Regions from separate parts of the Mus musculus genome. Here regions 1, 2, 3, 4 and 6 are each linked to region 5. Evidence: chromatin contacts called from public HiChIP or PLAC-seq and promoter capture Hi-C data. All regions are on one chromosome and are shown on one strand. The core of a region is the stretch at or near the end of the contact, and the rest is flanking DNA. Distances in the headings are between cores, read along the strand shown. Region 1 holds the start of 1810019D21Rik (RIKEN cDNA 1810019D21 gene). Region 2 holds the start of Ddx28 (DEAD box helicase 28). Region 3 holds the start of Slc12a4 (solute carrier family 12, member 4). Region 4 holds the start of Pskh1 (protein serine kinase H1). Region 5 holds the start of Tmem208 (transmembrane protein 208). Region 6 holds the start of Nae1 (NEDD8 activating enzyme E1 subunit 1).

Region 1 (3,575 bases), core at 240-2,739, 810 kb before region 5:
CCGCAGGTGCCGCCCCCAACACACCGGATCCCGCCCAAGCTCGTCTGTCTGCTGTCGGTCGGTACGTGTGTGCGCCTCGTCGGTCCGCGTGTGTGGCCGAGCGCCCCCTTCCTCTGCGGCCATGACTCCGCCGCCGCCGCCGCCCCCACCCCCGGGCCCAGATCCCGCAGTAGACTCGGCCACAGACCCTTGTCCCGAACCTCAGTCGCTGGTGGTTTTGTTCGGGGCCACTGCCGGTGCGCTGGGGCCGGACCTAGGCTCGGACGAGACCGACTTAATCCTCCTAGTTTGGCAAGTGGTGGAGCCGCGCAGCCGACAGGTAGGGTGGGAAAGAGGGGACCTCGGGACGCTTCAGAGCCTGTTGAGGCACAGCGGCTCATGGGGTTACCCTCGGTGCTTTTAGGTGGGGACGCTGCACAAGTCGCTAGTTCGCGCCGAGGCGGCTGCCCTGAGTCCACAATGCCGCGAGGCGAGTGGACTCAGCGCAGACAGCCTAGCGCGGGCGGAGTCCCTGGACAAAGTGCTGCAACAGGTGAGCGTGGGGGCCCGCGTGGGTGGTGGAACTGCGGAGTGGCAGGGACACTACTTCGAGGGGGAGGGGAGGAGGGGAGACCTGGAGCGACGCGACCCAGTGGCACGGCCAGTAGGACAAGGTCTTGTTTGAAACTTTTGAGCGACTACCGCGTGGAAGCGTGCTAGGCCATTCCCAGAGCCACCTTACCTTCCAACCTTTACAGACATCCACTCCTGCCGAGGAAGTTGACAATAGCGGCTAAGGGATCCATCCCCCCGAGGCCCCTTCCTCTCCCTCCCACTCCCCCCGCTAGCAGAGGACACGTCAGAAATAGGGTCGAGGTGGGCTCAGGTTTAGCGGTAGATCACTTGGTCTCTGCCGCCTGCTCTCCTGGGAACCGCTGAAGCGAGGGCGTCGGGCGGTGTCTGCCTCGGGGGCAGACGCCTCTAGGTGAGGCCGGCTGGTTTAGGCCTGCCTGTCCCAGCTGACTGGCCAGGCGTGGGTGAGTGGGTGCTGTCCGAACATTATCTAGGGGCTACCTGCCCAATGAGCGCAAAGGCCTAGGCGCATGCCCCCTCCCATACCCACCCCGCACCCTGGCCAAGTGGGAGTGAGTTTTCCCTGTTTGCATTGCTCACTCACCCCATGACTGAGTTGTAATGAGTGTTAAGTCCTTTCCTCTTCTGACTCTCGTTCTTAATGAGAAGACCTACAGATGCCAGGTTACAGAAGGGCTCCAGGCCCACTGCTCACCTGGGAGGGTGCTGTAGAAAAAAATCTGGTTGCCTTGCTCTGTCGGCCTTAGATTGGAAAGTGTCACAGAATTGCCAAGGGAAAGGGCCGGATCGTGCTGGATAGCCTTCAGAGTGCCACCCACCCCCCTCTACGAGCAAACAGTTCTGTGCCAGTTGGTCGATGGGGTGTGGGTCAAAGCTCAGGCTGCTGCGAGTGGCCAAGTATGAAGCTCTGTCCTTGGTGGCTCTGTTCCTGGGTTGGTCGGACCAAGGGGCGGGGCTGCCATTGACCATGGGCCTTTTGGCCCTCGGGCAGGTGTGAACCTCCCCCACCTGTCTGAGGGTGGTGCCTGGTCCAGGACAGGTTTAACCTGCTTTGCTCCTCCCCTCCCCACCTGCTTGCCTCACTCCACCAGGTGTTTGCTCTGGCCCGACTCCAGACTCCTGGAGTGTGTTTAATGGGGGCTTGGGTTATGTGCGACTGCTCTCATTTGGCCTAGAGGAGGTGACAGGGAACTAGGCTAGGGGTGGGGATTAGGAGCCTGGGATTTAGGGCAAGGCCTTTTACTTCCCAGGCAGGGTAGGGTTGAACATCCTGATGAACCAGCTTTGCAGCCTGAGTCCCTCCCTCCTGCTACCCCTCCCCCCCAGTTTCAGCTGTCTAGCTGTGAGTCTATGTCTGAGTCTCCACTCCCTGTCCCCAGTTCTCACAGCTGGTGAGCGGGGATGTGGCTCTGCTGGGCGGGGGCCCCTATGTGCTCTGCACTGATGGGCAGCAGCTGTTGCGACAGGTTCTGCATCCTGAGGCCTCCAGGAAGGTATGTCATTGAGGGCACATGGGTACGGTTGGGTTCCCAAGGCCCCTGTTGTAAACACCTTAGGTTACCTATTCACCCCCACTCCCATGTGCTCCCAGAACCTGGTGCTCCCCGACACCTTCTTCTCCTTCTACGACCTCCGCAGAGAATTCCATATGCAGCACCCAAGCACCTGCTCCGCCAGAGACCTCACAGTGGGCACCATGGCACAGGGTATCTGTGACCCATCAAAATTAAGGTGGAGGGGTGACTAATATGTCCAAGCATGTGCATGATGCCGTATGGGCTGTATGAATGTAGACAGGTCTATGTTTTTAGCCTCATTCTTTGGGATACATTTGGAATGTGGACATGTCTGTGTTTGGTCTGAGGACCTGTAGGTACATGTATGAACTGGGCCACAACTAGTGTTTGCTAGGATTCTCTGGGTGTTTCGGGGTGACGTGGGATGTACAGACCTGGACCTCAGTTGTCACTTCTCTGCCTATAGACTTGGGACTAGAAACAGATGCTACCGAAGATGACTTTGGGGTCTGGGAAGTGAAGACTATGGTAGCTGTTATTCTCCACCTACTTGAAGGGTCCAATGGTAAGATTCTTGCCCTGCTTGCCAGCTACTGTCAGGACTGGGTGAGTGCCCATCCCTTCAACAGAGTCCCCTTGCTGACTTGTGACCTTCTCTAAGAGAACACAAGGTAGAAACCCCTCTGCCGCGTCCTCAATGCCCTCACCGGTCCTATTTTTGCTGAGCTTGGTGGAGAGACTTCCTCCACCAGACCCTGCTGACCCCCATGCCATCTCCTCTCAGGTCAGTTGTTCTCGAAGCCAGAAGTGGTAAAGCAGAAATACGAGACAGGCCCTTGGTGAGTGTAGGAGCTGGGATGGGGGTGACAATCCTTGGACATTTCTGATCCTTTGCCCTGCCCCCCACAGCAGCAAGGCTGATGTGGTGGACAATGAGACTGTAGTACGGGCCCGTGGGTTGCCCTGGCAATCATCAGACCAGGATGTGGCTCGATTCTTCAAAGGGCTCAACATTGCCAGGTGGGTGTGACAGGATGGGAGGGGTAAGAGGGCAAGCCTACCCAGGAGGCACTAACAACACCCGGCTCCACAGGGGTGGTGTGGCCCTCTGTCTCAACGCCCAGGGCCGCAGAAATGGCGAGGCCCTCATCCGATTCGTGGACAGCGAGCAGCGGGACCTAGCGCTGCAGAGACACAAACACCACATGGGTGTCCGCTATATTGAGGTGGGGCTTTTGGCTAGAAGTGGAGCAGGGCAAAACTGAGTAAGGGCTGAGACCTATGGGCTGGTTTCTCTACCTGCAGGTATATAAAGCCACAGGGGAGGAATTCGTAAAGATTGCAGGGGGTGAGTGTGCCCATAGAAGGTCCTAGTTCCCTTTTGTCTTGATCTGTACCCCATTCCCTACACTCACTGTCTTTTGGGTCCCCTGTGGGTGCACGCTACAAGGATTAACTCAGCAAGGGACCCCTGTCCTTCCAACC
Region 2 (3,470 bases), core at 754-3,253, 690 kb before region 5:
CTTGACTATTACCAATGCACAGGCCCTGGCCTGCATCCTCACTACAATAAAGAAGAAAAATAAAATTAAATAACCTATGTCCTATGTTTGTTTTTTTTTTAAGGTGGGTCTTGCTATTACAGTACAGGTTGACTGGAACATGCTATACAGACCAGGCCGGCCTCCAACTCAGAGATCTACCTGCCTCTGACTTTTTTTTTTTTTTTTTGGAGGGGGGGGGCGGTTGAGACAGGGTTTCTCTGTGTAGCCCTGGCTGTCCTGGAGCTCACTTTGTAGACCAGGCTGGCCACAAACTCAGAAATCCACCTGCCTCTGCCTCCCAAGTGCTGGGATTAAAGGCGTGCGCCACCACGCCCGGCGCCTCTGAATTTTAAGTGCTGGAATTCACAGCATTTGCCACCACACTCAACTAAATTTTAATCTATGTAATGGTAAAGTCATCAATAGGTAGTTATTAGGAGTTCTAGGAACCTCAAAGATACCAAAATCTGAGGATACTCAAGCTCCTACATAAAATTCCTAGGTACTTTTGATTTTAGGGGGGAATTGAATTCAGGACTTCACAAACGCTAATAGGCAAGCACTTTATCACAAAGCTATGCCCCAACGCTCTCCCACATGATTTAAATCATCTGCAAACTGCTTATGACTAATGCAATATAAACATGATGTATATACTTGTTATACTGTATTGTTAGGGAGTAACATTAAAGAAAAATGTCTATACATATTTAGTACAGACACATTTTTTTTCATGAATATTCTCACTCTACAGTGGAAAATTCCACAGAGGTCCACCTATAAATATGGAGGGCCAGCTCTAATGAATGAAATTAAACTTTTTTTTTTTTTAGATTTATTTATTTATTATATGTAAGTACACTGTAGCTGTCTTCAGACACTCCAGAAGAGGGAGTCAGATCTTGTTACAGATGGTTGTGAGCCACCATGTGGTTGCTGGGATTTGAACTCCGGACCTTCGGAAGAGCGGTCGGGTGCTCTTACCCACTGAGCCAACTCACCAGCCCATGAATGAAATTAAAACACTTTCTCCAGACGTTAGGAACCTCCCAGGTAATCAATCCACAAACATTGACCTTATCTCCCACTCCAGACACTTGATGCCCATTTTTTCAGATATGTTCAAAAAGTATGAAGTAAAAAAAAAAAATTAAACGTTTAATAACCTGAACCACTAAATTCATGTCAAGTAGTCTGCTTGACCGGTGCTATGTGAGATAAGTTTCATCACTCCAGGAGGGTAACGGGACCCTTCTTTCTACTTCTAGTCAGGCAATTCGGAATCTGCCTGAGAAGCCAGTGGCTATGAGCAGACCGCTAGAGTGATGGGTCCAGGCTGAGATGCATGGGGGGGGGGGGGGGGCGACGACAAGGAAAGGAGGGTGAAACTTGCCTGGAGAGGTAGGGTCAAAGTGTAAAAAAAAAAAACCTGAGAAACTACACCTGAAAGAACGGAGACCATCTCTCTAACTTCAAAGACGAAATAAGCTGAAGGCCACCAGCATGCACTCTGGGTTCTAAACTAAAGAACTGGGTTGAGCTTAAACCCAGACTCCCAACTTCTGTCTCAGTCCCCTGGCCTACCATTCATTCAGTCTCAGCAAACTTGCATCACCCAGGCTTTGAGTGGATTGCATATCTACGAAAACATCGTCGAACTTTGTACCTTTGGAGTTCTATGGGATGACTGAGCGAGGCAATGAAGACCACAAGTTAAGACTATCAGAAATTAAGCACTCAAATGACAGAGGCCATCCTCACTCGATTCCTTGAGCCAGGGACCCATGGCCCCCTCCTACTGCGGACTCCCATTCCTGCCTCCACCGAGTACCCTTCCCCAAAGATGACTCCAATCTGGACATCGCCATGCCGGGTGGAAACCTACAGACCTCGCAGCCACTGAACTCTTAAGGATCCTCCTCCCTCCTTCCAGCCGGTGCTGCAGCGCCACACGCCACCCTGATCCGCGCCAGCCACCGTACTCCAGACTACGGTGGCGTGCTTGACGTCATTAGCGCGCGCCTCTTCTGCATCAAGGGAAATATGGCTTTAGCCGGGCCATCGCGGCTGCTGGCGTTAGCAGTACGGTTGCTTCTGGAGCCTCGACGGAACCTAGTGGTGCGCGGTTCCGACCAGTCCTTGCCAGTGGTGCGCGTTCCGCGGGCTCTGCAGCGACGGCAGGAACAGCGACAGAGCGGCCGTGGGAGTTTGCAGCGGCCAGTGCTAGTGCGCCCCGGTCCCCTGCTGGTCTCGGCGCGGCGGCCGGAGTTGAACCAGCCCGCACGCCTCACGCTGGGCCGTTGGGAGCGAGCGCCACTGGCTTCCCGTGGCTGGAAGCATCGGCGATCGCGGCAAGACCATTTCTCCATAGAGCGAGTGCAGCAAGAGGCGCCCGCCCTGAGGAACCTCTCGTCCCGGGGCAGCTTCGTGGACCTGGGTCTGGAACCCCGAGTGCTGCTGGCGCTTCAGGAGGCTGTCCCCGAAGTTGTGCAGCCAACCTCAGTGCAGTCGAAAACCATCCCCCCACTGCTTCGAGGCCGCCACCTCCTTTGCGCTGCGGAAACTGGCAGTGGCAAGACGCTTAGCTACCTACTGCCCCTATTTCAGCGGCTCCTGAGAGGGTCAGACCTGGACTCCCGCAGTTTCACGGCTCCTCGAGGCTTGGTTCTGGTACCTTCCCGAGAACTAGCCGAACAGGTGCAGGCAGTGGCCCAGTCACTGGGTGGGTACTTGGGCCTGCAGGTGATAGAACTTGGCGGAGGCCTCGGGATGAGTAGGCTCAAACTTCAGCTGTATAGACGACCGGCAGCCGATGTGTTAGTGGCTACTCCAGGGGCGCTGTGGAAGGCTCTGAAAAGTCAACTGATCAGCTTACAGCATCTTAACTTCATAGTGCTAGATGAAGTAGACACACTGCTAGATGAAAGCTTCCTGGAACTGGTGGACTACATCTTGGAAAAGAGCCCTATAGCAGAAAGTCCAGCCGAGTTAGAAGACCCCTTTAATCCCAAAGCCCAGTTAGTGCTGGTGGGAGCCACGTTTCCAGAAGGCCTAAACCAGTTACTGAGTAAAGTCACCAGTCCAGACAGTCTGACCACCATTACCAGCTCCAAGCTGCACTGTCTCATGCCTCATGTCAGACAGACATTTATGAGACTGAAGGGAGCAGACAAGGTGACAGAACTGGTTCAGATCCTCAAACAGCAGGACAAAGCAAGTAAGACGGAACCCTCGGGAACTGTCCTGGTATTCTGCAACAGCGCCAGCACCGTGAACTGGCTTGGGTACATTCTGGATGACCACAAGATTCAACATCTAAGGCTGCAAGGGCAAATGCCGGCCTCAATGAGGGCAGGTATCTTCCAGAGTTTCCAGAAGGGCTCCCAGAACATACTTGTCTGCACAGACATCGCCTCCCGAGGCCTAGACAGTGTCCACGTGGAAGTGGT
Region 3 (3,420 bases), core at 248-2,747, 640 kb before region 5:
CTTCTTTGGTTTTGATTTTTGGACTGACTGGGGTAATGCTATTAGTTATACCTTGTATCTTTTTTTGGAATATTTATTACTCATAGCTTGTATTATATTTCTTCTTGCTCAGTTTATTTTTCAATTTTAAAGGTAAATTTAAATGTGTGTGTGTGTGTGTGTGTGTGTGTGAACCCTGGTACAGTCTGAGGGAGCTGGAGGGCATCAGATCCCCTGGAGCTAGAGACATATGCAGTCATAAGCTACCTGATGTGGGTGCTGGGGACTGAACTTGGGTCTGGGGCAAGAACAACAAAAGCTTGTAACCAGTGAGCCTTCTATACAGAGAGTGCAGGATAGGAGATGCAGAGCCGAGAGCACGCGCGCACAGCTGGAAAGCAGTTAAAGGTGCCAGAAAGAGAGGGAGGCCGATTGCAGCCCGGAAGAGCTGACTGGGAAGGGTTAGTTGTTGAGCTGCTTCAGGGAGGTCCTAGCCGAGCGGCCCACCCAGGCAGTTGGGGCTGGCGGGTGGCAGCAGAGGGCGCGGATTCTAGAGTCAGCCCAAATTCTAAAGGCTACACCAGAAAGGGAGAAAGAATGGAGATAGAGCAGAAAGATGAGCCCTGGAGCTTTCTGATAGGAAGGAAGCGGGGTGGGGTGGGGGAAGAGGCCAAAAGAACAACTCAGAAAGATAAAAATTCTCAAGTCAAGGCGACTAGGTAAGTTATCTGAGTGTGAAAGAAGTTAGCACCAAGAAAGGAAAGGACTCGGGTGCAGGAACCTCCAGGAGGTGAGGTTATGAAGGAGCAAGTTCAAATGAGATAACTGGGCTATCCCAAAGTGTCGATGAGGGATGGGCCGGTGTAACCTCTAGCGAGGAGGGAGCGGACTCCTCTAGGAAGGGCATACGATCTTCAACCACCTGCTAAGGGAGAGGCTGCAGCGAGCAGAACTGAGGGAGAGACCGTAGGCTACCAAAGTCCTGGAGAAGCGTTAGAGAGAAATGATGGTAATGGAAGAGTATGTATGTGAGGGTGATGAAAGACTTGAGGAGGTTTGGGGTGGTCACTGTGACATTGACCAGGTCCTGCTAGCTTTCCCGCTATGGAAGAGTATGTATGTGAGGGTGATGAAAGACTTGAGGAGGTTTGGGGTGGTCACTGTGACATTGACCAGGTCCTGCTAGCTTTCCCGCTAAATAACAAAAAGTGACTGAGAGCTAATTAGATTCAGGGAACAGAGCCAGTGCACCCTGCGCCCCGTCTCACCATCATAATACCCCTAAAAGTTAAAATACTTTCCCTCACTTTATTAAGTATCGCATTTGGGGCTCAGAGAGGGCAACCCCTTACCCAAAGACACACAGGAACCCTACCCTCCAGCAGCTAGAGTACTTCGTTCCCGGGGTCCTCTCATCCCCCCTCGGGGAGGAGCCGACCCGAGCCCCTCCTGCTCCCCGCCCCCGAGGGGCGGCCCGGGGGGCGGGTGGAGGAAGTGAGCGCAGCGGGGTGGAATGCGAGCGGGCGGGGCGGGCCAGCCTGGGGCGGCGGGGACTGCCGGCTGGAGGCCGGGACCGCGGGCCAAGCGCGCGCGATGCCTCACTTCACCGTGGTGCCGGTGGACGGGCCGCGACGCGGCGACTATGACAACCTCGAGGGGCTCAGTTGGGTGGACTACGGCGAGCGCGCCGAGCGGGAAGACTCGGACGGTGAGGGTGCGCCCGGCGGGGGCTGTGGCCGGGACGGGGGGCATCTACACGGGACTCGCGCCTTCGGACCGCGCGCGCAGACGTCCATGCAGGACTCCACTTTTCTTGCTCCTTGCGCGCTCAGACCGATGAGTCTTTTTGGTCCGGGACTCCCGGGCTAGGTCGTCCTCCACCCACTCCCAGCTCCTCCCCCGAGGGCCGCGGGCGGGGGCTGCAGACGTGGCCGCCTTGGGAGGCCGGGTAACGGGCTGCCTTGCTTAGGCTGGCGCCGAACGCGCCACGGGTCTGGGTCCAATGGAAGCCTGGATTGTAGCTTCCTCACTTTCTGTGAATCGCCCCCATCCTCTTGAGTGTCACCCTCTCTTCCTCTATGACTCACCGCCCCTCTCTTGTCCTTTCCCTACCCCTGCCTCCTTGCACACTGGCCCGGTAGGAGCAAAGGGTGTGCTCGCTGAAGAGCCTGTGTTGGCCTTGGTCTACGTAGATCTGTGCGTATCATGGACACCTAGGGAGCAGTCACACGGGGCCAGGCTTGTCTAGGCACTGTACATGAAGCAACTCGCTTTAATCCTCCCAACCTCCCCCATGGGACAGGTTCTGTTACTCGCACTTAGGAAGGAGTGAAGGGCGGTGGGGAAGAGTTATGTAACTTGTTCCAGTGGGATTCAAACCCGGATATGAGAATGTAGTGCCTTAACCTAGGTATCAGGGCTGGTTATAGAGGTAAACCCTTTCTCCCTTCCAGTGCCCCATCTCTCCATCTTCCACCCACGGAGGCTCCTCACACTTGGAATGGGAACGGTCCTGGTTATATGTGTCTGTCTGTATAGCTGTCCAGGCATGTGTAAATGCACGTGTGTCGCTGAGTATCACAGGGTCAGGTCAGGACGTCCTTATGGCTACTGTTTCCAGGAAGGCTGCCAGTGATGAGCCTGGTGCTATGATAACAAATGCCTGTGATGTCTGAGGCTGACCGTGATAGAAAGGTGTAGGAAATGTGTGTTGTGTCTGGTGATGGTATCGGAGGCTATCTGATAGGTCTGTGATGGTGACATGCTTGAGGGGTAGTCTGTGCTTCATGTGAACGGTGACTGAATGACCTGCCTGCCATGTGGACATACAGGCCAGGGGCATGGACTGCAGATGTCACGGAGATTTGTCAGGTTTCACAGCTGTGTGTAAGTAACCCTAGATCCCACATCCCCTGCTGCCCCTTGCCTGGTCCAAGGTGTCGGAACCATATCCCTCCTTCCCTGGGACTGGAAGGATGTCTGTCCCTAGATGATGTACTGAACTGCATCCTGGAGATTAGCCTGGACCAATGGGCAGTACTGAGCCTTTTCTTTGGCTCCGCCTTGGTCCCTCACAGGTTGATAGGAGTAACCTGGAGCTATGCTGGCTGTTGGCTGTGCCCTGCCAGATCCCTCCAGGCTAGGCCAGCTCCTCCCAACCCCACCCCCTTCTTCTCTTCCTATTTACTTTTCGGCCAGATTGTGGTGTGTCTGTGGCATGGGGGACACCCTGCATCCGGGTGAGTGATTTTGCTTCTTCTTTGTAGATATAGCAAAGAATCAGAGAGCACAGAACTATCTTAGGCCTAGCTCTGTTAGGATCCCCCCCACAACACACACACACACACACACACACACACACACACACACACGCCTCTGTTCTGAGGGGCATACATAGGCCTGCTCACCTAGATGGCCTGTGGCCAGACTGGGAAGGTCATG
Region 4 (3,353 bases), core at 609-3,108, 570 kb before region 5:
CTTCATCCAAGAAGTACAGTAATATCATTAGCTTTGCTTTCTTAATTTCAAGACAGGGTCTCACTCTGTAGCCCAGGCTACACTGACTGATGAACTCACTATAGAAGCAGGACTGACCTCAAACTTAGAGCAATCCTCCTGCCTCAGTCTCTTAAATGCTGGAATTACAGGTGTGCACAACTATGCCCTGACTGCATCATTTTCACAATTTTCTGAAAAGGGGACACAGCTCAGTTGTTAGAATGCAAAATGCCCAGGATCAATCACTGTACAGGGGGAGGAAGGAGACTTAAAAAAAACTTTAAAAGCACAGATTTCTACCTCATATCTTGTTTCTTTCTTATTTTTTGTTTTGCTTCATGAGACAGGGTCTCACTCTGTAGTCCTGGCTGACTTGGTACTCGATATGCAGTCTGGGATCATCTCAAGTACCATGGTAATCCTGCTCCTTCTGCTTCGCAAATGCTGGGGTTACAGCATTTAAGCTACCATACATTGTAAGCTGACCATGTAGCTAAGTGAAAAGGGTTCAGGCCCTGAGTTCAATTTCCATCAACGAAATCAGCAGAAAAATAAAGTGAAGACTCCCCCCACCCCACCCCCAAGACAGCCTCACTATATCAGACTGTCCTTTAACTTTTGGGCATCCTCCTGCTTCTCTCTCAGGAGTGCGGTGATCACAGGCATGCACCACCAAACCAGGGCTTTGGAGTATTTTGTTTTTGAGACGGGGTCTCATATAGCCCAGGTTCGTCCTAAATGTACTATGTAGCCTAAACTAGCCCTTATTGATCGGAAGTGTAGTCTACCACATCTAGAGAAGAGTAAAACTCTTGAATTTGTATCTTGAAAAAAAATACTTCAAGATGTCACTGTTTGCTGTGACTATCTCAAAATGCTGGCCATGACAGATGTTCCCCCAAGGCTTAATCTGTATCTATTCAAGTCAGTGTCCCGATAGCTTTAACTAAACACTACTACTGTGTGAACGCAGGAGACAGTTTTCCAAGGAAAAGACATTGGTGATAGATTCAAAAAGACACAGGTTAATTTCCTCTACTGGTGAGTGAGGGTGGAAATGAACGGAAGTTTCACAAACCGAGAAAGCAGCTATCTGAACCTCGAGGGTATGAAACCACAGAGTTAATAGGAGGCTCACATGCCTCAACAAAACACTACATAATCGCAGTACAGACGTGCCCAGGCGTTCTCTGCAGGGCTAGGTAGGCCACATCCGATTATGATAAGCTTTGAATGCTGCAGGCTACAAGGTTTAGTTTTTCCCTACAGTGACTAAGGAGGCAATTTTAACGAGTGATTTTTCTGGTGCGAATTATACACGCAGCAGCTTCAGAGGACTGAGCGGGGCTCTCCTTATAAGTATGACAGGTTTGCCTTGCAAGCGACCCAGCTGGACTCTGGCCCTTTTTCCAGCCAGTACATGGAAGCGATCGATGGCCCCCGCAGGACCCTGGCGTTCAGTCGCAAGGGAAGGGTGTGGAGTAGGCGCCGCACACAACAAGGTTAGATCAACCTGACCCGCGCTGGACGCGGGACGGCTGGGCCACAGACAGGCAGATGACCAAGTCCATCGGGCCTAACGCGGCAGGAGGTTTCGAGGCCATGCCTGGGGACCGCGGGTAGCCACAGCCCGGCCTGCTCCCCAGCCCACAGGCCCCAGTGCACGGGGACCGAGGGCTCGGAGTCGCGCCAGGCCCTGGCTGCGCCCGCGGCTGAACTCGCAGGCCCCTCACGCCGGTCAGGCCGAAGCCCCGAGCCGGAAGGCCTCACCTCGCGCGGGCGGCGGGCTCTCCGGAGTCTCGGCGGCTCAGCCCACCGTCTCCCAGCCCAGGCCACGGGCGCCGCCGCCATCCTCCCGCGTCAGCGTGGTGGCGTCATTACTGCGCGCGCCTGACGCCAAAACAAACTTGGGCGGCCAAGGGACGGAAGGGAGGCGGAGCCTCCAGACGCGAACGCAAGTGTGTGTAGGGGGGGGGGGGGGTTCGGAGTGCCTGCCAATCAACGTCTTCGGGGCGGAGCAGAGCTCTTTTCCAGGGGTGGGTCTGTTTGCCGCTAGACACCGCTGGGGAGCCATTTGTGGAGGGAAAAGTTCTGGGAAAGGTAATGACCGAGAGAAATGGAAAAAAAATGGCAAGATTCTTCTATAGATGAAGGAGTTCTTGAAGGGCAAGGGAGTGTGTCATCACGCCAGGGCTAATTTTTTTTAATGTATTGATGCAAAAACAAATGAATCACGAGATTTATAACATAAAATAAAAAGTAAAAAAGATTGTTAATGTATTGATGCAAACACAAATGAATCACGAGATTTATAAAATAAAATAACGAATAAAAAAGATTGTTACCAAGCTTGACATGGTGGGCACATTCCTTTAATCTCAGCACTCAGGCAGGAGGATCTCTGAGTTCCAAGCCAGTGTGGTCTACAAAGCTAGTTCCAGGACAGTCAGGGCTATTACAGAGAAACCTGTCTCAAAAATAAACAAAGAAGCTGGACGTGGGGGCACACGTCTTTAATCCTAGCACTCGGGAGGCAGAGGCAGGCAGATTTCTGAGTTCGAGGCCAGCCTGATCTACAAAGTGACTTCCAGGACAGCCAAGGCTATACAGAGAAACCCTGTCTTGAAAAAAAAACAAAAAATTAATTAATTAAAAAAATAAAGATTTTTTTTTTTGTACTAACACACTAGGTTTTGAAACAACTTTTACTTTTTTAAAAAAGACAAAACATCGTTAGCCTGTAATCCTAGTACTTTGGAAGCAGCAACAAGAAAGACTTTAGTTTGAGGCTAGCCTGGTGTATTTATTAAGGTCCTATCTCAATAAAAAAATTCATCAGTGTGTTCCCACATGCCTATAATCCTGGCACTCAGGAATTTAAGGGGATATTGCAGTGAGAGGTTTAAAAAAAAAAAAAGGCCAGGTTATAGAAGTTATAAGTTTTCTTGGGATACAGATTAAGACCATCTTTCAAAATGGCAGCAATGAAATTTGTTTCTCAAAGGGTTATGGGATTACTAAAAACATGAACTTTAACCCAGCCTGGTGTGATTTGGGAAGCAGAGGGGGGACCTCTGAGTTCAAGGCCTGCATGGTCTGTCTATAGCAACAGGATACCCAGGGCTGCTGCACAGGGAGACCTTGCCTAAAAAAAACAGCATGAGGAGGGGTGATACCCAGAGTAGGGCTTCCCCTTCTCAAAAGAGACAGGGAAAGTGGATGGGGGAAGGACCTGTGTGACTGATTACTGAGAGGAAAGGAAGGGGTGATAAAGTGAATAAATAAATAATTTTTAAAGGTTTATTTTTTTTATGTAAGTACACTGTAGCTGT
Region 5 (3,095 bases), core at 488-2,987:
AATTATGGGCTTTCCTCAACTCTGACCGAGAACTGGGCCAGACTAGGAGGAAGAAACCTGGTGGTGGAAGACCTCTGCTTTCTGAGTCAGATAGCGCTTAGACTCATATCTGTCCAGGAAGAGTAGCCTTAGTATAACATGTATAAGCTTGGTATGGCCTCAGTATAACAAATCTCAGCTGGGACTTTTTATTTATTTATTGTTGTTTTGCTTTGTTTCCCCTTCATTTCTTCATGTTTTGCTTCTATGTCTAGTTCATATTTCTTCTGTGCCTGGCTACTTTTTTTTTTTAAATGGTTTAAAATTAAAATACATTTTACATGTATGAGTGTTTTTGCCTGCAATGTATCTATGTGCACCATGTGCCTGACGCTGTGCCTGGTACCATAGAGGTCACAAGAGGGCATTGGATCCACTCAATGAGAAGGTTTCGAGCTACCATGTGGTGCCCCTGGAGTGGAACCGAGGTCCTCTGTAAGAGCGACAAGTGCTCTGACCACTCAGTCCCTGGATACTTTGGGGGGAGGAGGGCAGTGTTTGCTGGCGATGCTGGCAGAGCCTAGCCAAGGGCTCCACCACGGCGCTACACCTGCTCTCACTCTCTCGAATGAGACTTCAGTCTTTCTGTGGGGCTCTGGTTACCACTCAACACTCTGACCTCAGTCTTCCAAATAGCTAGAAATACAGTTATATGCCACTATGGCCAGCTTCACTTATTAACCCCATCACCCCTTTTTATTTTTATTTTTAATTTTTTTTTTTGAGATAGGATTTCTTTGTTACTCAAAGCTAACTTCAAACCGCCCATCTTTCTGCCTGAGCCTCCCTGGTGCAGGGATTACAGGCTGGTGTCTGCCTGGCTTCATTTCTTTACAACGTTCTCTTTTGGAGCCTTGGCTGTCATTTGCCAGCGCTCCTAATCAGATAGGAATGAGAGGGCAGAGAAAGCACAAGGCAAGCAACTTACGTTGGCTCCCAGTATGATCCGAAGGTAAAACTTGAGAGTTTCTTTGTTCTCTTCAAATATCTGTTTCTTCCCTCTGGTACCCACTTTTCCTTTGGGCTGCGGAGGGTTGGTGAGATGCTGTCAGAGCTGTTTTGCCTCAGTCCTCCTCACTCCCTGTACCAGCCTGGTTACCTGCAGCTTTATCTACCCCGCAGCCAAGTCCTTAGCGTGCTTTGTCAACCCTAGCAATCCCTGAGATACCGACCACTCCTCTAGTCCATCTTCCTAATATAGTTAGGACACCGACTTTACTGTACCCCCAGTTATGATCGCCTAATGCTCACCCCAAAACAATTCAAATTACGTTAGTATCTTCTTTGGCTTTCCTCGTAAGGTTCAGCTTTGGGTTGAGATCCTCTCCGGGAAAACTCCAGCGGAACTTAATGGCGTCCCTCTGGGGTAGTGGTTTAGATCTGGAACTGGCAACTACCCTCGCCCGCGCCCGCCCTAGCCTCCAACACTAGTCCTGGTGTAGTCCTGCACGGCCACTCTCCCCGCATCCCGTTCGGTCTAGCACAGTCCATTGGGTGGCGCCCCTCTCTGGCCCAGTGCCTTATGCCTTCGAGCCCTTCTGTTTTTACTTTCCCAACATCGGGAAAGCTTTGCCGGTGCAGACCACGCCTTGTCCCTTACCGCCATGGTGCGCAGCAGACACCCAGCCACTGAAACAAGGGCGAGTAACTGGAACTGCAGTCAGTAGACACCACATCGGCAGCACATGCACTTCCGGTAAAGAGCGCAATCGTTCGCTCCTGGGCGGAAGTGGATTTCATTTCCTTCCGAAGCCCCGCCCCCTGAGTCGGTGGGACTACACTTCCCAGAAAACCTTGCGTGGGGGCGGAGACGGCAGAACTGCGATGGCGGACTCGCTGCCTCTGGAGGTGAGAGGAAGCGAGCGGTCCTTCAGGCCTTGGTCGGGGACAGGCCCCGCCTTCGGGGTCCCGAGCTTTGGGGAAAGGCTATCTGACAGCTCGCCCGGCACCTCCCGCCAGGCGGAAACGAGCCGCCCGGCGGATCCCACGACCTGAAAACTCTGGGTAACGGTCCTCTTTGGGGCCACTTCGACCCCTTCGGTTGGGATACCATTCCCTCTTTACCCATTGGCCCCAGAAGATGGCTGCTCTGTCACCTCAATGAGGACGGACTCACTGCCCATCCCTTTCCCTTGAGATGGCCGTTCCCTCCCCCTCAGTTCTAGAAGATGTCCGCTCCACCGTCCCTGAAGGGTAATCAATTTTATCCCCATTGGCCCCTTGGAATGGTCGTTCCATTTCCTCCACCCCTCCCCCACCGTCCTCGCAGTTGGAAATAGACTGCTCCCGCCCCCTAGTTCTGGGGACCATACCCAATGTCCTTAATGTAAGACAAGCCTGCTCCTCATTCTAGACCCCTAGTGATGGCTGCCCCTGTATTATTCAACCCCATGGGGTGTTTGTTCCTTTAGCCAGGGGCAAGGAGATACAGATGCAGGCTTTGTGTCTTGCACCTTTTTTGAAATGGCTTCTCTATCCATTTTGCCCTGAGGGTTGGCAACCCCCTCTCGTTGCCCTAGGAAGTCAGGCCTTTTCCCTTGAGTCGTGACATCCTATTCCCTTTTGGCCCCAGAAGGTATCTATTCATCCCTGTAAACCCCATGGGTTACCAGTAGTAGTAATCTTTTGGGGTGCTCTCATGGGATGACCACTCCACCCCTATCTCTACTCCTCTAGTGCTAGAAAGGCATTTCTCAGGATAATGAATTATGTATGATCCTTTCCATTAAGACATGTTGTCCTTTAGCATGGCTCCCAGGGTTGATCATTCAGAAGATAGGTCAGCCACTCTCTTAGTCCAGTCTTCCCTCTTAGCCCCCTAGGGATGGGGGCTTAGTCATCCCAGTCCCATCCATACTCTTCCTCATGTCTCTCCTCTCTGGTCCTAGTCATTTTCCTCTGAATAGTAATCTCCTTTATCCCCCACCCCTTCCCTGAGCAAACCTTTGGTGAAAGTAGAGGCAAAGGACTATCTTTAGTCCAGTAAATACTGGGTGAGTACTGCGTATGTACTTAGCATCTGAGAAGAAAGGAGAAAACACAGCGGGGCTAGTGAA
Region 6 (3,205 bases), core at 422-2,921, 790 kb after region 5:
CAGATGGTTGTAAACCATCACGTGGTTGCTGGGAATTGAACTCAGGACCTCTAGAAGAACAGTCAGTGCTCCTAACTGCTGAGCCATCTCTCCATCTCCCCTGCTTCATTCTTTTAACCGAAGTGACTACAGCGATAACCTCTTTAATTTTTCTTCCCCTTTTCTTTCATTTCCTTTGCACCCATTCTTTTAAAGGGCTGGGGAGAAGGCTCAGCAATTAAGAGCACTTGTTCTGCGGAGGATCCAAGTTCAGTTCCCACAGTGAATATTTCACAACCTCACACATACATTTAAGAATAAGTTTTCCTCAAAGGAGAGGTGGCAAGATGGCTCAGCAAGCTGGAAGATTTGGGCTTATCCCTCGAACCTGTGTTGAAGAGGACGAGAAGTGACTTCTGCAAATGGTCCTCTGTCCTCCACGAGTGCATGATGGCATTCTTGCACACACACCAATCAATAAACATTAAAAAGTTGTAAGAAGTGCATGCTCTGAGGTATCCTTGTCCACTTACTAACAACTGAATGCTTCTCAAAATCACACAGTCGCAGGCAGTACAGCACCCTCGGCCCCTGATGTTGTTGTTTCCAATTACATTTGTCCATCTTTCCTTTCCTGGGGCCAAGGTGTATGCAAGGCTATGTAGTGAACTTTCACTTTCACTTTTGACCTTCTCACATTCCCTGGGTGTATTTTATATCGCTCACGTTTCACCTGTCTAACTGGAGAGGGAATGTGACAACTGACAGACATGCACAAGCACATAATGAGCTGGGAACGCCTAACGCCCCTTTTCTCCCATCAGTTGGGTTCCATAGGGGTTGGGGGAGGGAGGTCACAGCAGGGTGTCCCCTCACCTTGTGTCCTAACACTGTGCCCAGGGGAAGTGCATTTGTTAGCACTGCAATATTACTGTCAAATGGAGCCGTCTCTTTGGTCCCTCACCCCACAAGGCTGGAAGGATTTTATGTGTGGATGTACACTCATCATGTGCTGGGATAATAATCTCAGGACGTGCAAGTGCATCTGGCAATCATGAATCTGGAGACTCCTCTAGGATTTGGGATAGAGGAAAGCAATTCTTACTTGTCAGCAAGCCTCTTCTTCCCTCTTGTCCTCAACTTGCTCATAAGCTCCTTCCTTAGCATCGGCCACCAAGGGACAGTCATCCTGTGTCACATGAATCGATGATAGCTTTAATTTCCTCCTTGTTCATGGGCTTCACAGGCAACTCTGGCTGCTTCTCAGACACCCTCCCGTCCCCCAAGTCCACTTCTCATTTGTCTCCTGATGCCGTTTCATCTCGTTCAAAACCCCCTTTCCCTTGCGTCACCACGGGGAACAATTCTTGGAGGGAAGCCGTGGGGTGGGGCCCCTCTGTCTACCCATCAGGGTAGCTTCTCTATATAGAATACTATATACAAGTATGCTGGTGTATTGTTCCTCTTGGAGGAGTCTCAGGAACGGTGAACTCACCCAGAAGAGGACTAAGGTTTATCAGTGATAAGGATTATCACTCGATTTAAAAGTCGGAGTTCTCCACAATTACTGCAGGTAGAGAGAGAGAAACATTCTGTGGAACTCAACCTCAGGTTTCCCCCGGCTTCCCAGTGACGCGTGCGCAGTGCAGCGTCGGCGCCCCCTACTGGCTGCGCGCTGGAGGAGGGCGCTTAGTGCGCCTGCGTGAGGCCGAGTGGGTGGCGGCCTCCTTAGGCGGCTTTGCTGTTCGCGGGCCAGGCGCGGCCATGGCGCAGCCAGGGAAGATACTCAAGGAGCAAAAGTACGACCGGCAGCTGAGGTGAGCCGGGGTTTACGAGTGAGCAAGCCGGCCAGGCTGGCGGGCTCTCCTGACACCCGCGGGGCCTAAGTGCCTAGGCCGGGTAGGCCGGCCTCCCACGGGCCTGCGGCTGCGGCCGGCCGTGCAGGGCGTGGGGAGCCGGCGCTCTGGGATCCGGCCACTGGCCCGAGTGTTCGGCGAAGGCCGGCTCGCCCCTTCCCGCACGGCTGGCTGTCCGCGGTTTGCGGTGCGCGGTGTCTCCGCCAACCCACTGGGCTGCACAGTCTCGGCAGGCCCTCCCTACTCGTTCGCTAAACGAGGGGGGTGGGAGCACCCCATCCTGCCCGACCGCCGAGCGCTGCGCCCCGGCAGGTATTGGTCTACGCCCGCGCTGGCCAATAGAAATGCGTCATGCTAGCTTTATCGGAGCAAACCGTGTTCGTAATTACACATTTTCCAGTAGGCACCTTTCAAATAAAGTTAAAAGAAGCTAGACATGGTAATCCCAAGGACTTGAGAAGCAGAGGCAGGTGGATCGGAAACTGAAAGCCAGCCTGGCCTCCATTGGAAGACCTTGGGAACCGGGAGAATAAAGAGACAGGAAAATAAGTTTTGCTACTAGTTCTCCCCACCCCTCTCGTTTATATAGAGACATGGTCTTAAGTAGGCCAGTCTTGAACTCAAGCGCCTACGTCCCAGGTCTCAAGTGCTGAGATTGAAGATGCTCACTGCCCAGCCAGACTCAAAAATAAGTTTTTGCTCCCCCACCCCACCCCTTTTTTTTTTTTTTTTTGTCTTTTACCTTTGAGTGGCCGCCTGGACTTGCAATGTAGAGCAGACTGCGCTCAGACTTGATGCAATCCTTCTGCCTCTTTTTCCCCAACAGCTGAGATTATAAGTGTGGACTATTACACCCGGTTTATGAAGTATTGAGGCTGGAACTCTGGACATCATGCCTGCTTGCCAAATTGAGCTACATTCCCCAATCCCAGAATCAAATTTGACAGTGTTTATCTAACCTAGTATTCCAAAACATTACAATTTCAACGTAATTATTGTTAAAATTACCAAGCTATTTTTGTTGTTGTTGTTCACAGAGTCTTATAAATCAGGTATCATACACATTTTAAAAATGTCTTAATTCATGCCAGCTGCATTTCTAGTACTCAGAAACCATTTGGACAGGGCACATCTAAACCATCCGGTGGATTCTTTAGCTATTTCTCCTTCCTTGTCTCTTCCCACCTTCTTCCTTTCTTATTGAGTATACTCTGTGTCAGCTAAGTGTATCAAAGTGTTGCCATCCCCTCGCCTCTCTTAATCTCAAGAGAACTTACCCTGTGTCCCTAAGGATGGAGGTTTCTCTTTGTATTGACTACCTAGCTCTTACTCTCCCAGAGACGTAGGTACTTAGTTCTGAGAATCCTTGA

What was found. Promoter capture Hi-C pulls out the DNA fragments that hold promoters and counts their contacts. HiChIP or PLAC-seq counts read pairs in DNA pulled down with a chosen protein or histone mark.
Region 1: a contact with region 5 is called in a FOXA1 HiChIP or PLAC-seq map of pancreatic cancer cells. The contact joins the promoter of 1810019D21Rik here to the promoter of Tmem208 in region 5. A contact is called at or near these places in 4 of 39 promoter capture datasets (hippocampal neurons, liver and pre-B cells) and 1 of 115 datasets of contacts at active chromatin or transcription factors (pancreatic cancer cells).
Region 2: a promoter capture Hi-C map of liver shows a contact between it and region 5, with 3 times the contacts expected there. The contact joins the promoter of Ddx28 here to the promoter of Tmem208 in region 5. A contact is called at or near these places in 4 of 39 promoter capture datasets (hippocampal neurons, liver and pre-B cells) and 1 of 115 datasets of contacts at active chromatin or transcription factors (pancreatic cancer cells).
Region 3: a contact with region 5 is called in a promoter capture Hi-C map of liver, with 2.1 times the contacts expected there. The contact joins the promoter of Slc12a4 here to the promoter of Tmem208 in region 5. A contact is called at or near these places in 2 of 39 promoter capture datasets (both in liver) and 1 of 115 datasets of contacts at active chromatin or transcription factors (pancreatic cancer cells).
Region 4: a contact with region 5 is called in a promoter capture Hi-C map of pre-B cells, with 3 times the contacts expected there. The contact joins the promoter of Pskh1 here to the promoter of Tmem208 in region 5. A contact is called at or near these places in 2 of 39 promoter capture datasets (hippocampal neurons and pre-B cells), 1 of 484 Hi-C or Micro-C datasets (embryonic stem cells), 1 of 115 datasets of contacts at active chromatin or transcription factors (epiblast stem cells) and 1 of 9 other capture datasets (liver).
Region 6: a contact with region 5 is called in a promoter capture Hi-C map of stem cell-derived epiblast-like cells, with 2.5 times the contacts expected there. The contact joins the promoter of Nae1 here to the promoter of Tmem208 in region 5. A contact is called at or near these places in 3 of 39 promoter capture datasets (cranial neural crest, hippocampal neurons and stem cell-derived epiblast-like cells), 1 of 484 Hi-C or Micro-C datasets (CD4 T cells), 2 of 115 datasets of contacts at active chromatin or transcription factors (embryonic forebrain and stem cell-derived neural progenitor cells) and 1 of 9 other capture datasets (adipose tissue).

What each region holds. Positions count from the first base shown.
Region 1 is chr8:106,133,314-106,136,888 of GRCm38.p6, reverse strand. 1810019D21Rik (RIKEN cDNA 1810019D21 gene) reads right to left here and starts at 1,489. Exons shown (of 4, transcript NR_040346.1): 1 at 1,268-1,489. Esrp2 (epithelial splicing regulatory protein 2) reads left to right here. Exons shown (of 15, transcript NM_176838.2): 1 at 1-319; 2 at 404-532; 3 at 1,953-2,066; 4 at 2,165-2,279; 5 at 2,557-2,655; 6 at 2,875-2,929; 7 at 3,000-3,110; 8 at 3,184-3,316; 9 at 3,396-3,438. The coding sequence starts at 122.
Region 2 is chr8:106,010,019-106,013,488 of GRCm38.p6, reverse strand. It overlaps Ddx28 (DEAD box helicase 28), which reads left to right and starts at 2,003. Exons shown (of 1, transcript NM_028038.3): 1 at 2,003-3,470. The coding sequence starts at 2,065. Dus2 (dihydrouridine synthase 2) reads right to left here and starts at 2,011. Exons shown (of 16, transcript NM_025518.4): 1 at 1,911-2,011.
Region 3 is chr8:105,964,192-105,967,611 of GRCm38.p6, reverse strand. It overlaps Slc12a4 (solute carrier family 12, member 4), which reads left to right and starts at 1,497. Exons shown (of 24, transcript NM_009195.3): 1 at 1,497-1,687. The coding sequence starts at 1,573.
Region 4 is chr8:105,898,979-105,902,331 of GRCm38.p6, reverse strand. Pskh1 (protein serine kinase H1) reads right to left here and starts at 1,858. Exons shown (of 3, transcript NM_173432.2): 1 at 1,792-1,858.
Region 5 is chr8:105,325,019-105,328,113 of GRCm38.p6, reverse strand. Tmem208 (transmembrane protein 208) reads right to left here and starts at 1,737. Exons shown (of 6, transcript NM_025486.3): 1 at 1,640-1,737; 2 at 968-1,063. The coding sequence starts at 1,645. It overlaps Lrrc29 (leucine rich repeat containing 29), which reads left to right and starts at 1,846. Exons shown (of 7, transcript NM_001368408.1): 1 at 1,846-1,887. The coding sequence starts at 1,864.
Region 6 is chr8:104,533,103-104,536,307 of GRCm38.p6, reverse strand. It overlaps Nae1 (NEDD8 activating enzyme E1 subunit 1), which reads left to right and starts at 1,671. Exons shown (of 20, transcript NM_144931.3): 1 at 1,671-1,796. The coding sequence starts at 1,744. It also overlaps a transcript of Car7 not described here.